Linked DNA regions of Sus scrofa: region 2 is linked to region 1. The links are chromatin contacts, called in public HiChIP or PLAC-seq maps. All regions are on one chromosome and are shown on one strand. The core of a region is the stretch at or near the end of the contact, and the rest is flanking DNA. Distances in the headings are between cores, read along the strand shown.

Evidence for each region. HiChIP or PLAC-seq counts read pairs in DNA pulled down with a chosen protein or histone mark.
Region 2: an H3K27ac HiChIP or PLAC-seq map of alveolar macrophages shows a contact between it and region 1. The contact joins two enhancer-like sites. A contact is called at or near these places in 1 of 47 Hi-C or Micro-C datasets (embryonic fibroblasts) and 1 of 2 datasets of contacts at active chromatin or transcription factors (alveolar macrophages).

The regions. Positions count from the first base shown.
Region 1 is chr14:10,176,283-10,180,763 of Sscrofa11.1, reverse strand. No RefSeq gene overlaps it. Among named protein-coding and RNA genes, the nearest start is that of PPP2R2A, 17 kb to the left of the region's middle. Within about 2 kb of position 2,888, at least 69 of the 83 cell types and tissues checked have an H3K27ac peak or open chromatin away from gene starts, as enhancers often do. A contact at or near this core is called in alveolar macrophages and embryonic fibroblasts, where this site is marked.
Region 2 is chr14:10,495,740-10,500,274 of Sscrofa11.1, reverse strand. The region is part of intron 3 of DPYSL2 (dihydropyrimidinase-related protein 2); the gene reads right to left. Among named protein-coding and RNA genes, the nearest start is that of DPYSL2, 69 kb to the right of the region's middle. Within about 2 kb of position 2,109, at least 57 of the 83 cell types and tissues checked have an H3K27ac peak or open chromatin away from gene starts, as enhancers often do. A contact at or near this core is called in alveolar macrophages and embryonic fibroblasts, where this site is marked.

The sequences.
Region 1 (4,481 bases), core at 1,639-4,138:
TTCAATTTGATCCCTAGCCTGGGAACTTCCCTATGCCACAGGTGTGCCCCCCACCCCCAAAACAAGAAAAAAACAAAAAGCAAAATATTGACCTGTGAGAGAGAGAGAGAAAAAAAAATTGTGGGGAAGTAGAAGTGGTCTTTGTTATCTGATTAGCCTATTTCACCTGTGATGAGGATGAATGGACCAGCCATCCAGTTGGCTATCTGGGACATCAATCTAAAAGGTGTATTCAGGAGTTCCAGTTATAGCTCAGCAGGTTAAGAACCCGACTAGCATCCATGAGGATACATGTTTGATCCCTGCCCTCCCTCAATGGGTTAAGGATCTGGTGTTGCTACAAGCTGTGGCACAGGTCTCGGATCTGGCATTGCTGTGGCTGGGGTGTAGGCCAGCAGCTGCAGCTCTGATTCAGCCTCTAGCCTGGGAACTTCCACATGCCACAAGTGCAGACCTAAAAAAGAAAAAAAGAAAAGGTGAAAGCTAGATACCTTATAAATTAAGAAGGAGAAACCCCCCTAAATTAAAAGCTGGCAAGGAACATCAGGAGTTAATTCAGGAAGGAATATAATTGATTAGGCAAGAGACATATTGCTTTTTGTGCAACCCTGAAAAGAAAAGGGGAAAAAAAAAAAAAGGCATATTCAACCATCCTTGGAGAAGAGTTGAATAATTCCACAGTTAGAGCAGACTTCTTACCTACTTGATGAAATATAAATCAGTCCTGTGACCACCAAAGGAGAGCTTGCCCTGGAAGAAAAACAAAACCCTCCCCCTGGTACCTTTAGAGTTTTGTGGCACATGCATTAAGGCCAGGTATGACTATTCAGGTCCTCACCCTGCCTTGAAGTCAGCCAGCTGACAGTTGTCTGAATAATTGATGACATTGTGTTGTTTACCTAGAATAACTTATTTTTATTTAACTTGGAAACTATGCTCTCTGCCTTCTAAGAAGCTGTGTGGTTCAGAAATTCAGAAAAAAAAAATGTCATAAATCTGTTATTTTGAACATAAAGACATGTGCACTATGTCCTTATTTCTTTTCAAAAATGAGTTCCTGTTGTGGCTCCATGTATTAATAACCCAACCAGTATCCATGAGGATGTGGAGTTTGATCCCTGGCCTTGCTCAGTGAGTTAAGGATCTGGTGTCACTGTGAACTATGGTGTAGTTTGCAGATGTGGCTTTGATCTGGCGTTGCAGTGGATGTGACATAGGCTGACAGCTACAGCTCACATTTGAACCTTAGTCTGGGAACTTCCATATGCCACAGGTGCAGCTCTAAAGAGCAAAAAAAAAAAAAAAAAAAAAAAAAAAAAAAAAATTAATTTAAAGGTGTATAATTGCTAGTATGCCTGAGGCACCATTCATTTAAATCAAATTCTTTATATTCATATTATATCAGCCCAGTAAACCACTCTGATGATCTGCAGTCTTCTAAAAACAGTCAAAATGATATATCAAATCTTACTGAGAACATTAGAAAAAGCTGCTTTAGTGAGGCCCACCTTTTGTCCTGTACCAGAATCATCTGCAAAGCTTTTCTCTTTTTTTAACTACAAATTAGCAGATCTTAGCTGAGACCTCCTGAATCATTCTGAAATGGAGTCTAGGAAACTGTGTCTTTTAAAATCTCATTGAGATTCTTCTGTGACCCACTGGAGAACCAGGATTTGAGAACCACCAATTCAGTCCATGGACACCCCCCCTTGAACCAACTTTCTACAGATGACAAAGTTGCAGCCTGGGAAAGTCGCAAGGCCTTCATTCAACACTTTTGTTGAGTGTTTGATATGTGCCAGGCACTGTTTCCTGGGCGGAGACTATGGGGGACAGGTTAGGACCTAATCTACTAGCTTAATGGTTTGTTCCAAGTAATTCATTCAGTTATTACGGACCTATCATGTATTTTGTTAAGCTAAATTCTGAAAATGCAAAGATAAAAGAGGCACCGTCCCTGCCTTCCAGGAGCTTATTGTGCAGTGAGGGACAAATATGGAAATAGGTAATTACAACACAATAATATAAATTCTGTATAGTAGAAATACACATGAGGCAGGACCAAAACAGAAGTGGGAACAGGGGGAACCAGAGGCCTTCATGCCCATGATGGTTTTTACATCACTTTCTGTTTTTATGTCGTTTTATTATTCTGTTGGTATAGCATTTAGTTAGTCAGTTGGGAGTTACTAATGAGATGTAAGACTGGAATGCTGATTTAAGTTTTCAGTATCACTGAGGGAAGGAGGCCTCAGTGATTCAACTGCAATACCACTGCGTGAAATGAATTGCAAAGCTGGTAAAGTACTAATAAAAAGTGCCATTAAGGGGTAGGCAAATAGGAGTGTGGGTTGGACTGGTGGTTAGAGGGAACCCAAGATGGGAGGGGAAGGGAAATGAACTTCTTTATATATCTATTATTCTGCTCGGTAGCTTATTAAAGCCTGATTCAAACCTTCAAGGCAGTTATTACCAATCCCTTTCCTCTTACAGAGGAAGATACCGAGGTTCAGAGAGGCTGAGAGACTTGCCCAGAGTCACACAGCATAAATTCAGATCTCCAAGACCTCCAACCTTAAGATTCTTCCATCCCTCCTCCCAAGGGTCCTGAATTTCCCGAGGTCACCTTCACCAGCCTAAGCAAGCTCTAGGCACGACCTTCTGTGCTGGATTATTGATAGAAAGTTGCACTCGAAAGGAACGTGAACCACCGTGCACAGGGTGCCCTGAACCTCTAAGCATGGAGCTTTCTGAGGCGTGCGAGTCATCACCCAGGGTTCAGCCAGAGGAAAGCATTGTTTGAGGAACCAGGCGCCTGCGATGGCCGGGGTGAGATAAGCCTGCTGACGATTGCCGAGAGGCTGCTGCAGGGCCCTGCTCCATTCAAGCAGGAAAATGTGTCACTTCCTCCCGGCTCCTATATCATTTCTCTGCGGGGGAGGTGGGGGGGAGGAGGGAGCTGAGCCTTGAAAGAATTTAGAATGGGGCCGGGTGGGGTGAGGGGAAGGCCAGTCGGAGTGGAAGAGTAGGATTTAACCGGCTCTGGCTACACCCTATTTAAAACCCCCGCATATTTTTACTTCTTGGCTCCTTGGCAGCCTATCCTTCTAACTGCGTCCTCATCCTTTTTTTAATTCAGTGCTGGAATCTCAGCACATTTACCCCTCCCCCACCTCCTTCTCCTATGCAAAAATCTCACTCCTCAATCTTGCAGCATTTATTTTTCTGCAAAGCTGAAACATTTAGACCTGGCTCAATGCGTGGCCCTTCTCCGCAGCCTCACCCAATGGAAATGTGTACACACACACACACACACACACACACACACACACACACACGGGCCTGATTCCCACAGAATAGCTATTTTAAAGAGTCCTGATTTTGCTAGCAGCCACACTCAGCTATTTCTCCCTCATGATCTCACTGGAAAAGTCATGGAAGGAAAGCAAAAAGTGGGCTTAAGGCTAAACCAATTTACGTTTGTACAAGAGCGACAGCATTTAGATATGGCGAGCTAGCTTATTGTGTTTGACTTTCTGCAGGGGAGAAAAACGGGGCCCGCAGAGATTAAATGACTTATTCCCAGGCTCACAGCTGGCAGGGAGCAGAGCCTAGGCTGCGGCTTGGGTCCCCGGTGGACTTTGCTCTACTATTAGATATAGGGTCAGAGGTGGCTCCGTCAGGCAGGCATTTCCCCAACCCAAGCTCTCCTTCCTCCTGTAATTCACTGCATGTGCAGAATTGCGCTGCAAGGGATTGCACCGTGAGAGATTTTGTGGCATATAAGGGCCTTCCCTGAACCCCGCCCTAAATGGCTCTTTCCTCAAACATCCAGAGAGCCCAGCTTGCCGCTCAGGTGCCTTTTGAGTTTCACAGGCGGTAACTCCTCCAACCTCTTGTTCTGAAGCCACCTAGACTCTGGCCACAGCCAGTTTCCTTATTTGCCCTGTTCCTTATTTGGAAGCGGCTGAGCTTTTCCCCCAAACGTGTCAAGACCGTTCTCATTGGCCAGGTGTGTGTCAACACTCCTCAACTCACCGGCCAGCTCGCATTGTTCACCTTTCAAAGTGGTTGCAGTAGAGAAGCCGGTTCCCCTTCCCAGCCCTCGCTCGATACCGCACACACCCAGCCCACGGGATCAGAAGGGCTTGTGCAAGGAGAATTTCCTGTTCTGCTGACTCATCTCCTGCGACGAGATGGAAGACAAGTTTATATTTTTATATTTTCTTTTCCAGCTTTTAAAGGGAACTGGGAGGCTTGCAAGTTTGGGTCTCTTAGAGATGAGGTCCAGCATAGGCAGCGACTGGCACATAGTAGGAGCATCGTTGAACGCTTTAACGGTGGCTCAAATAGCCCACTCAGCGCGGTGAGCACCAAGGGGGGGCGGGCTTGAGGCTGGCTTAGGGGTGGGATACTGCTAAGGGGTCCTGAGCTTCCGTTTTGGAGGGAGGCTTTGACTGCTGGCCAAGAGGACCGTTTAA
Region 2 (4,535 bases), core at 860-3,359, 320 kb before region 1:
AAGTAAAAGAGGATTGTCTTGAGCACAGAGGGCTGCTTGACCTAATTCCTGGCACGAAGTCAGTCTTCTGCAAATGCTCTGCTGTGCTTTGTGGTCTAATGCGAAAGGGCTCAGCGTTTGGGCATCGTGGGGCCAAAGGCGCCCTCTAGGGCTGCCCACGGACCAGGCGGCAGGGGCAGGGCTCAGGAGGGGGCTCAGGTGGAGAACCACGAAGAGTGACAGAGCGCAGGAGGGAGGCAGATAAAGGCATAATTGAGAGGAGGAAGCCCGAGGTGCCACAAGAAAGGCATGGAGTTTTAATTTATTCATTTAGGCAAACGGTCTTCACATAAAACTGAATAAGACTCAACCAAGCAAAACAAATCTGTCCTGTTTACCCAGCAAGTAGGCATTGGTCATAAAGTAAAAGACAGTAAATGCCAGAGCAGGAAGAATCACAGAGACCCTCTGTCAACAGACATAAATAGAGACTTTTCACCTCCCCGGGAACCTCCTTCCCCACACCCCTCCCGACCCTGGGTCTCCATGATGGAAACAATTTTCCAATCAAATGGAACGTATTAGGCATAAAGAAATGCATCCATTCTATTTTCAATCAAATGCAAGAAAAACGGCCAAGCAGAGCGGAAAACACAAATGATCATCATTTACAAAGTCCTTGTAAAATTCCAATCGCAAGCAAAGAAACCTGACCTTATCCAGGAAACATCACGGCAATAACTCCCCAGCAGGCTTTTAGAATATGGAAATGATTTTTATTTTCAAAATCCCCTAAGGGATTTGGTAACTGCAGGCTGGGGTCAGTGACCTGGTTCTCCCCTTTCTCCTTCCAGGGGAGAGCAGGAGGTGAGTTTCCTAAGAGTTGGAAGCAGAGGCAGCCCCTAGGAGCGGCAGATTTCCCGAACAGACCCCCTTCCTTCAGCATCCTTGGCCCCAGGCACCAGGATGATGACCACAGGGCATGTGCGTGTTTGTGTGTGCGTGCGTGCGTGCGTGCGCGCGCATATGCCTGCCTGCATATGATGGGGGTCGGGGGAGGCAAGTCCCCTACTCTGCTTCCCGTGGCCTCCAGGCTGCTGTTAAGAAAACGGAGGTGGCGTTCCCATTGTGGCTCAAAAGTTTACAAACCCAACTAGTATGCATGAGGATGCAAGCTGGATCCCTGGCCTGGCTCAGTGGGTTAAGGATCCGGAGTTGCCATGAGCTGTGTGTGGTGTAGGTCTCAGACGCAGCTCAGATCTGGTGTTGCTGAGGCTGTGATGCAGGCCGGCCGCTGTAGCTCTGATTTGACCCCTAGCCTGGGAACCTCCCTATGCCATGGGTATGACCCTAAAAAGCAAAAAAGTAAAAAGAGAGAAAGAAAAGAGAGGAGACTTCACAAAGTCGGCCATAAATAAATTCCAGACTACAAACCAATGAAGGAAAGCATGCAGGAAAGTAAGGAGGGCCGGGGGACAACCTAAAGGGACTCAGTGTGGGGCTGGGCTGGCCTGGCTCTGAGGAGCCCCACCTCAAAGTGGGCGGCAGCTGGCCGCGTCGGGCCAGGATGAGGTGGCTGGGGAAGCATGTGAGTAATGACACTTCCTCTGTTTGTCTCAGCTTTGGGTTGCCTGGGACTACCAGACCACAGATTCAGGGCCGGCTTGCCAAAAATATGAGATGACAGGGCTGTGTGGAACATCATGAAAAAATTCAAGTCACACCACACGGCATTCACGTGCAAAGACGGGGGCTGTCTGTTTTTCTTCCTGCTGCTTCCTTGTCAGGAAGGGAATCTGACTAGAAACTCAAGGGCTTGCGGCTTCCTAAGGCTTCCTAATTCGAGATCGACAGAAACGCACGCCCTGACATAACAAAACGTGAAGAACTGTGTCACAAAGCTCCAGCCCAAGCCCCGAGGTCTTTGCCAACAATGGGAAAGAACGAGCAACTTCATCAAACAGGGTCGTGTTTACATTCCTATGGAAGCAGATACTCAAACAAACCCTAGGATCTGAGGACAATAACCTTTCTGTGAAAATACGCGCTGAAAGAGTGTGCTGTTCGTACCTATTGTAATTCAGGACGTCACTCACACACCAAGGAACAATAAAGACGAGAGTCCCAAGTTCAAACGAGAAATGACGTGGACACGGACGCAGGGCTCTGATTAGCCCCTGAGCAACCACTGCTCCCTTATACAAAGCTGCTGTGACACAGCCTCACTGTGGACGGTAAAGAAACTAGCAGCTATCCGGCAGGAGCTCAAACCCACAAACAAAAGGGGAATCTGGTCTCTGTTCTGTTTATTCCAAGGTTGCACAATTCCCCTTGCATCCCCTCCAAATAAAGGCGGGCAGGGAAGGAAGAGCTGGTGATGTCATGTGTTGACTGGGATCTATCGAGAGCCAACATAATTGACGGGTGTTTTCCTCCTAGGAACCTGGACTGAATTCAAAAACATAGCATAACATCTCTGGAGTCTGAACCACAGCCATTGTACCATGATGTGTTTCAAATCTTGGACTGAGGGTTGGCTGCTCAATGGGTCTTTTTTCCCCTCTAGTAGATTAATAAGACTCTGACTAACAGCCAGTGTATCTGGACAACAAAGTTTAAGCTTGACAAGGGCCCCAGTTGTTCGGGAAGCATTAACCACACTTTCCAACGTCGTGGTAGTGGAGAGTTCAGGTTCTACACAAACACCACCCCCACGGCTGTGCATCACTTCAAACACTTCCTCATATTATGTCCTCTTCCTTCCAGGAATGACAGGGGTAAGAGATAGCAAGGCAGATGAAAACGGTAGCTCCAAGGGAATTTTCTTTTTATACAATTCCTTTAGGTGAAAAAGCATGTACATGCCAGAAACTTGGAAAACCAGAAAGAACTGAGGAAAGAAACAAAACTGTGTTATTCCATCATCCAAAGAAAATCGCTATTCATATGTTGATCTATGCCTATGCAAAGTTTTTCCTAACTACTTACGCGTGCACGCGCGCGCACACACACACACACACATTCCTTATGAAAGTAGAATCATAACTTTACAGCATGTAAGTTATACTTCCATGAGGCTCTTTTTTAAAACAAGGTAGAATCGAATTAGACTTAGTGGTCAAGGCCTGCTTTTTTCCATCAATATACTGTGAGCATGCCGATTTCAGCAAATATTTTCTACTGACTCCATACCATTTTGTCCTAGAAGTGGCGATCATTTACTTAATCAATCACTTATTTCGGTCATTTAGGCTGTTTCTAATTTTTTCTCATAATGAGTGTTATAGTGAACATCCCGAGAACTAAATGCTTGCACACAGATTATTCTGGCTCAAGGGGTATGAACATTTTTTTTTGTTTACAGAAATTTAAAGTTCCTGTTAGAGAGTATTCTTTCTTCCCTCCAGAACAGCCACCAATGTAAATGCCTATCAGGGTTCCCACTTCACCACACCACTGGGTGTCAGAACTCCTTTCAACATGAAAATTTAGTAGACAAAAAGTTGGCTCATTACTATTTTAATTTGTATTTCTTTTCTTACTCATGGAGTTGAAAGTTTTTCATAAGTTTAATGGTAGAATTATTTCTTCTTTTGTGAATACCTTGTTCATACCCTTTACTTTTGCTATTAAAGCAATTTAACTTTTTAAGTGTTCATCTTATTAAAATATTAAGATTTCATATTTTAAATGTATCAACCCTATGTCACATATTGTAAATAAAAATTCCCACTTCTTGTTTTTCTTTTAATTAATTTACTCTGGTGATGGTCTTAATTCCTGTGTAGTCAAGTTTCTCCATCTTTTCTGATTTCTACCTTTGATGAAATATCTTCTATAAATCTTTGGCTATAGTTTTTTCTCGTTCTCTTCTGACTTTGTTGTTTAAATTGAACAAACCCATCTGGAAGGTATTTAGGCATATGATTTGAGGTAAGGAGTTTACTTTTCTTTGTTTTTCAAATAGTTAACTATTCCAGCATAACACTGTGACCACATCATCATTTCACCTTGAGTTTAAAACGTTCCTTTTTTCATACACTAAATACTTAGATACAGTTGGCACTTATGAATTTTTTGCTTTCTCCTATTGATGTACATGTCTCTTCTGGAGCTGGTCCCACTTAAATGATTATATTTTTATAATTTTTTAATTTCTAACCAGTAGTGGTCTCCTGTCCTTCATTAAGTTTTTTGGTTTCTTAATTTTCTTAATTCTAATTACCTATTGAGTCTTCCACCTGAACTTTAGAATTATTCAGTCAGGTGTCAAAAAAACAATACAACATAAATCAACTATAACTTAAAAAAAAGTTTTTTAAATACAACACTTTTTGACATTCTGGTTATTTAGAAATTAATCTCTAAAGAATGTGCTTCTTTACAGTGTTAGGTCCTTCCACTCATTAACACAGCACTTTTTAAATTTATTAAAATCTTCTCTTGGGTCCAACACATAAAAATATATTCTTATAATTCCCAGTCACTTTATATTTTGTGTTGCTACTATGAATGGGGGTTTTTAAATTATATTTTCCAGTTGGCTTTTCTGGCAT